Regions from separate parts of the Zea mays genome. Here region 1 is linked to region 2. Evidence: chromatin contacts called from public Hi-C data. All regions are on one chromosome and are shown on one strand. Each heading gives the region's core, a stretch centred on a gene start, on an enhancer-like site or on the middle of the called end of the contact. The rest is flanking DNA. Distances are from core to core; before and after follow the strand shown. Region 1 holds the start of LOC100278330. Region 2 holds the start of LOC100284040 (elongation factor Tu).

What was found. A called contact is a pair of places that touch in the nucleus more often than the background predicts.
Region 1: a contact with region 2 is called in a Hi-C map of tassel, with 2.7 times the contacts expected there. The contact joins the promoter of LOC100278330 here to the promoter of LOC100284040 in region 2. A contact is called at or near these places in 2 of 25 Hi-C or Micro-C datasets (leaf and tassel).

What each region holds. Positions count from the first base shown.
Region 1 is chr5:184,524,461-184,528,220 of Zm-B73-REFERENCE-NAM-5.0, reverse strand. It overlaps LOC100278330, which reads right to left and starts at 2,229. Exons shown (of 1, transcript NM_001151641.2): 1 at 394-2,229. The coding sequence starts at 2,092. The coding sequence ends at 641. LOC100274541 reads left to right here and starts at 2,423. Exons shown (of 10, transcript NM_001360606.1): 1 at 2,423-2,595; 2 at 2,674-2,793. The coding sequence starts at 2,479.
Region 2 is chr5:184,368,013-184,371,564 of Zm-B73-REFERENCE-NAM-5.0, reverse strand. It overlaps LOC100284040 (elongation factor Tu), which reads right to left and starts at 1,931. Exons shown (of 1, transcript NM_001156938.2): 1 at 210-1,931. The coding sequence starts at 1,832. The coding sequence ends at 435.

The DNA.
Region 1 (3,760 bases), core at 980-3,479, 160 kb before region 2:
CACTGTGGAAAGGATCCAATTAATCCACTTATTAGGTCCGTGCACATTGATTCTGTTGGGGTGATGGTTCTAGTTATTCTGTTACAATTTCATTCATTTCATTAAAGTTCCAATCATTTTGTTATAGTTTCATCCATCCACTTATTCAGTCAATCCATTGCAATTTTGGTCATTCCGTTACGGTTTTAGTCATTTCATTACAGTCTCATGTTACGGTTTCAGTAATTCCATTACAGATTTAGTCATCTCATTATAGTTTCAGTCGTTTCGTTACAGTTTCATTTATTCCATTACAATTCGTGTTACTCATTCTAATACAATATCAGCCGATGATTCCAACAACTGATAGTCACATCGTCCCAACATCAAATGGCCGGATGGCTCATTTTTCTCTTGGTTTGAATTTTCTGTACTATTCCATGGCAATTGTTGAACATATACAACAGCACACCTTTAGCGCTCAATTTACATGTCAAGCAGGCACCAAGAGGCTAGTCATAATAAGCTTACAAGGCAGATACAAAGCTGCATACACAAGTACTAAGCAGCAATATTTTATTAACATTCCAGTGAAGGTTACATTCACAAATCGAGTTGCACAGAACATGGAACTGCATTCTGAAGGAGATATAACCTTACTTCAGAATGGTCCTCCTTCGCACGGCAATGAGCCAACCTTCATGCCTTTTTTCTGAGCGATTGCCTTCAATTCCTCCGACATCGCGCTCTCCTCGATGATCACATGATTCAACCTAGCGGCGCGCTGGGCAAAGAGCTCAACGTTACCTACAGCAATGCCCGGACAGCGGGAGATGTCAAGGATCTCCAGTGACTGCCCACAGTGCCTAAGCAGCGAGAGGAGCGAGCCTCCCGTCAGGCCCCGGCACCCCCTGAGCCTGATGTCGATGAGATTCCGGCAGGATGAAAGCATGGCGCCGATCACCTTGTCGTTCAGTGTCTCATTGTAAGACAGGTTAAGTCGACGGAGCCGCGGCATGCTCTGACTGAGGAATGTCAGCAACCCGGGCTCCCGCTCCACCACGTCGCAACTCACCAAGGCGAGCTCTTCTATGCCGGCTCCGGCGGCTGTGCGTGCCAGGGACCGGAGGCCGTCCCCTGTGATAAGGACGCAGCTCTGGAGGCGAAGTGAAGCTAGGCCATGTGTAGCATTGTGAACTGAGTCAGCTCCAATGGCGAGGAGATGATCGTTGTGCAGGTCAAGCGGGAGGCGAAGGTCCAAGGTGTGCAGACCAGCAGCACGCTGCTGGATGAACCGGTGAAGGGCCTCGCTGCCGCCGCCGTCATAGACCAGGAGGGACGTTAGCGTGCGGCAATGGTCGGCTGCAAGGAGGAGTACACGGTCGGCGACAGCACGGCAAGCACGAAGCTCAAGCGCGAGCAAGCCAGCAAGGCAACCCGCGAAGGCCAGCGACGCGGGCCCGTCCCCGGTACCGTCGCAGGCGCGCAGCTGCAACCACTTGAGGCTCCCGCACCGCCGCCACAGCCACCCAAGCCCGCGGTCGCCGGAGCGGATGCCGCAAAGTGACAGCTTCTCCAGCGGCAATGTCCCTGCGACGTCCTCGGCCTCGCCGTCGGCGTCATCCGAGCTCGAGCCCGCGGAGTCAACGGTGGCGGCGGAGTTGACAAGGGCGAACGACTTGAGGCGCGGCAACAGCTTGAGCCAGCGGAAAGATAGGGGGCGGACAGCGGTGAGGTGGAGCGACGTCAGACCGGCGAGTGCAGGGCAGACCGTGAGCAGCGCGGCGGGGGAGACCGCCCAATCGGGCAAGAGCCGCAGCGTGGAGAGCCGGGAAGCGGCCGGCGCGGCCGCGACAGCGAGCAGCACGGCGTCGGCGTCGTGGACCGGCGTACCAGCGGAGACCACGGTCAGGGCGGCGAGGAAGGGGTAGTGAGACAGCAGGGCGGCGAGGGTCGCCGCCGAGGAGGCAGGCAGGCGGAGGCTGAGGGACGACGTCGCGGCCCTGAGGAGTGCGAGCCAGCGGCGGGAGACGAGGGACACGGCCGGTGCAGCGGAGGGCGGTAGAAGGCCGAACACCACCTGCAGCAGGTCGTCGCAGAGCGCGGTGTCCATGCTGCCGCCGTAGCAGCCAGCGCGACGAGCGCCGCCGCCGCCAGCGGCGGCGGCGGCGTGACGGGAGCTTGTCGGCGCCGTCGGTGCGTTGTGGGACCAGTCAAGCCATCGGATTGGGGCACCCGGCCGGACGCGCGGGTGGGGGAGAGGTGGGGAAGCGGTGGGATGGGGAATGGAATTGCTGCGGATTGGGGAAGGTGGGGGGTAGTTCTTGTGCTTTTGTCGAGCCGTGCTGAAGTTTCACGTTTCCAGAGTCTTCAGTCCGGGCCCCACCGGCCTCCCGTTGCACCAATTGCAAACGCAACGGGGATAACGCTCCACAGCTACAACCGCGGCGGGACCTTCCTCTGGCCTGGAACTGGAAGCAAGCACATCAACAACAAAAAATGGCAGCGCCACCTCTCGGCCTCGCTTGCAGGGTCGCCGGCGCCTTCACCACCCCGGCCGTGGCGCATTCCGGCTTCCTCCCCCGACACCTTGCCCGTGGTCTCCTCCCTTCAAAGGTTGGGGCTTTTACTTGAGCATCTCCCTCTCGTTGGCTGTGCTCTGTTCATTCATGGCCCTGTGTGTCCACTGTCCAGAGATGGAGCGGGGTGGTGAGGATGGGGGCGGTGGTCGGAGGAGGAAAGGAGGGGGAAGAGGACGAGGAGCTGAGACAGACCAAGGAGCAGGCTGCCGCCAGGAGGCGGTGGGAGGCCCTGGTGAGGTTCTTTCACCTCGTTTGTAACCCTGCTCATTTTATTTGCAGTGCAAATTTATCCTCAAGTTACTCTCAGCTCGAAACTGCAGTACTGCTGGAATGCTTTTTTCCTTCTATTTTTTTCGTGTAAATGCAATGTGTGCTTGAATTTAGCACCAGCACATTATATTATATGATGTCTGTGTCAGCAATGGAGATACTGGGAATGGTGAAACGGAAGAAGCAGGAGAAGACAACGTGAAGCAGAGGCTTTCCAAGCGTACACGCAGGCCAAATGTGCTTGTTACTGGGCCAATGTGGGCCAAATAGGCTGCTAGACGTTGGCTAAGACCTATTATATATGCTGCTCTATTGTAATGTGGGATGAACTTTTGGAAGAAAATACTACTGAATATACGAGACGCCGTCTGGCTCTCGTGTCCCTCCGTATTCCCTCTTGTTCTTCCCCTTGCACATGCTATAACAATCCGATCCCCTTCCCTGATCTTAACATCTGGTATCAGAGCCTACACCCTGGATCTCACGGTTCCGATTCCGCGTCGACCACGTTCAGCCGCCATGGCACCAGCCGAGACCTCCGTCTCCAAGGTGCTGGAGGAGTTGCAGCAAATGGAAATCCGTCTGACGAGCGCCATCGAAGGGCGTTGTGGCCTTCTCGAGCGCAACTTCGACGATCGCTGCGTCGCCCTCGGTCGCCACCTCGAGCAATGCTACGACGACCTCGCGCACCGCGTCGACGACGCGGAACAACGTGCGACCGCGCGTTTCATCACTGTCGAGATGGCACAAGCAGAGTTCGAGCAGTGGACTCCCACAATTGAGAAGCGCGTCGCCGATCTGTCCTTGGAGGTGACACGGGCTACGCGATTCCTCGAACGCGAGCACCGGACTCCCGCTTTCCACCAGCCGGGTCTCTTCGGCCAACATGAGTCGGCCGCCGGGCGCCCACCTCACGGAATCAATGCCGA
Region 2 (3,552 bases), core at 682-3,181:
AAATTGATTCGTATCACAAAAGCAATATAAATGAATCAAGATAGGTTTGCTAAGAAAGTCCAGCAAGCAAGATTGTATATGTTATAGTGCTGCTTATATACTCTAAAGTCTAAAAGGTGCAGATAGACTACATTCATGTGTCTGTGGCATCATCAAGCTTCATTTTAAGCGTATCAACACTATTATAGGGTAACAGAACCAAGAAACAATTGGACATGTAACAGTAGATGGTACCTCTTAGCCAAATCAGTTGCAACCAGATAAGTGTATCTTTGTCGTGAATGTCATAAATTATGCAAATTCACTTGGCGAAAGAGTGTCATACTACAATTTCACATGAACAACCCCTAAAACTCAACACATAATAACAACTACAGAGCATTTCGCTTTGAGTAAACAAGGAAAATTCTCGTGGTGGATGTGATATATCCAGTTTACTCAATGATTTTGTTGATGACACCAGCACCAACAGTCTTACCACCCTCACGGATAGCAAACCTCATACCCTGCTCACAAGCAACAGGCTGGATGAGCTGAACAACCATCTTGATACGGTCACCAGGCATGCACATCTTCGCCTCCTCATCTTTGTCATTCATAATCACAGTCACATTCCCTGTCACATCGGTTGTCCTCATGTAGAACTGCGGGCGGTAACCAGGGAAGAAAGGTGAGTGCCGGCCACCCTCTTCCTTCTTAAGCACATACACAACAGCCTCAAACTTGGTGTGCGGTGTGATAGAGCCGGGCTTTGCCAGCACCATGCCTCTCTCAATGTCATCCTTCTGCATACCACGGAGCAGCAGTCCGACATTGTCTCCAGCCATGGCATCGTCCATGGTCTTCTGGAACATCTCAACGCCAGTCACGGTGCAGTTCCGGGTGTCCCGGATTCCAACGATATCGACTGTGTCACCAATCTTGACGGTGCCACGCTCGATACGGCCAGTGGCAACTGTACCACGACCGGTGATGGAGAAGACATCTTCAACAGCGAGTAAGAACGGGAGGTCGGTCTGCCGCTGTGGCACTGGAATGTAGGAATCCACAGAATCAACCAGCTTGAAGATGCAGTCCACCCACTCATCGTCGCCGCGCTTCAGGGTAGGGTTGCCCATGAGGGCCTCGAGCGCCTTGAGGGCGGAGCCAGCGACGATTGGCACCTCGTCGCCGTCGTACTCATAGTTGCTGAGCAGCTCGCGGACTTCCAGCTCGACGAGCTCGAGCAGCTCCTCGTCGTCGACCATGTCCTTCTTGTTGAGGAAGACAACGATCTTGGGAACGCCGACCTGCTTGGCGAGGAGAATGTGCTCTTTGGTCTGCGGCATGGGACCGTCGGCGCCAGAGACGACGAGGATGGCGCCGTCCATCTGCGCAGCGCCGGTGATCATGTTCTTGACATAGTCGGCGTGGCCGGGGCAGTCGACGTGCGCGTAGTGGCGGGTCTCGGTCTCGTACTCGACGGTGGCGGTGTTGATGGTGATACCGCGGGCACGCTCCTCGGGGGCGGCATCGATCTCGTCGTACTTCTTGGGCGCGCTGCCGCCGACGGAGGCGAGCACCATGGTGAGCGCGGCGGTGAGGGTGGTCTTGCCGTGGTCGACGTGACCGATGGTGCCGATGTTTACGTGCGGCTTGGTGCGCTCGAACTTTCCCCTCGCCGCGCGCACCACCAGCAGGCTCCCGCGCCGCTGCCCTCCTGCCGCCGCCCGGCTCCGCAGCCGCGCCGGCTGCGCGGAGAAGCCCAGGGAGGTGGAGAGCCGGACGCGGCTCCTGGATGAGGAGGCCTGCGGGAAGAGGAGTGAGGTGGAGGCCGAGGTGAGGGAGGCCATGGCGGGCGGCGGAGGCGGAGGATGAGCGGGAGGTGGGGATTATTTGGGGATGGATAGGGAGAGGCGAGAGAGTAGGGGTTTGCGCTGCTTATCTAGAAGGGAAGCGCAGCGAGAGGAGAGGGCGGGGGATAAGCCGGCGGGCGCAATCGCCAGCCGCTCGATGGGTGGGCGCCTCGGGCCCGTGTCGGATACGTGAAAAAAAATGGGTACGTTTGGGCCAGAAAAAATTGGGGTGAGGCCCAGGATGCGCCTCGTCGGTGCCGTCGCCGCGGTGAACGCCAGCCTTGCCTTCGGTTTGCACCGCGCCAACTGCTCCGTCTACCGTGTCACATGGAGCCACGTAAACTGAAACGGCCTTTAGATTCTGGAACGTTCGCCCCAGATGGAAAACGCCATTGCTGAGCACAACGGTAGGTCGGAGACGAGTCCTAGCCTCTACCTGATAGAGTGAAAAATAGAGTACGCGGTGTTCGGAGATAGAAGTTTGAAATAAGGAATGAGATTGAGAGTGAGACAGAGGATCTGTTTTACACGAGACTATATTCAACCCTACTTCTCTTCTCTATATCTTTCCAGTTTCCTCTATATTTCATTCTTATTTATTCACTAAGTGAGTGCCCGTACGTTGTAACGAGAACATATAATACTACGATAACTTATATATAAAATATGTGTTATACTGTTATTAGAAAAGGTTTCATAATTCATTTGTGATCCTAACCATACATAAATTTTGTTATTTTAATCTAGCAATTTCACCACTACATTGCAACCATCAGTATCACGCAGACTTCGATATATGTCACGATCTCATCATTGAACAATACGTCCCACAACTACCGGAAGAAGTTCTCTCGTACATCATCAGTCATCAAGCACGCACCATTATACGTGTTTGCTTAAAAAAGGCAAATATGTGTATTTGCAAAAAGAATTAAAGGCAGGTTGTCACAAAAGCTACCCCGACGGTGGCAAGGATGATGAGCTGGTCATTGTTGTCGGTCCTCCTCTGCGTCACCTCCGACGCCGAGATGATGCCACAGTGCTTGATATAGTAGTCGTCGAACGCGCGAGACATGACGAGTACCAATAACTCTTGGCTGGACTGCCAGACGAAATGCACCCCGGGCTCATCGAGGTAGTGCACCTAGTCGTTGCACCACCGGATGCGCTACTCCTCTACATACATCATGTTCGAGAACACTCACAACGTCAGCAACGGCCGTCATTCCAGCGCACAAGAATTCATGACCGGTCAGTAGCGACTTACGTGACAGATTGGGCTTTAGGTGGACGATGAGCTGGACGGTGTGATGGCATCATCGTCGGATGTAGTGCTCAGAACAACCCGAGAGTCGCCGACGTTGGCGACGACCACAAGGTCCCCCTACTTGGCGATGGACAGTGAGGTACAACCGCTCTGGATCGTGTCCAAGCGGCGGCTGCACCGGAGCTTGTCGTACACAGCGGCGCATGCGGCCCCGTACGATTGCTTCTGAAAGTCGCCTAGAGGGGGGTAATAGGCAAAACCTGAAATTTATAAACTTAAACTTGCACTAAGGTCGGGGTTAGCATTATAATTAAATGATAGTTCTCCTTGCTTAGAGTTGCTCAATCAATGCTGATGACCTTTGGGGGCAAACTCAAATCAATATGAGCAAGGGAATTTTTAGAGAGGAAAAACAAATCAAGTGAGGATTGACGAGTGGACACGGTGATT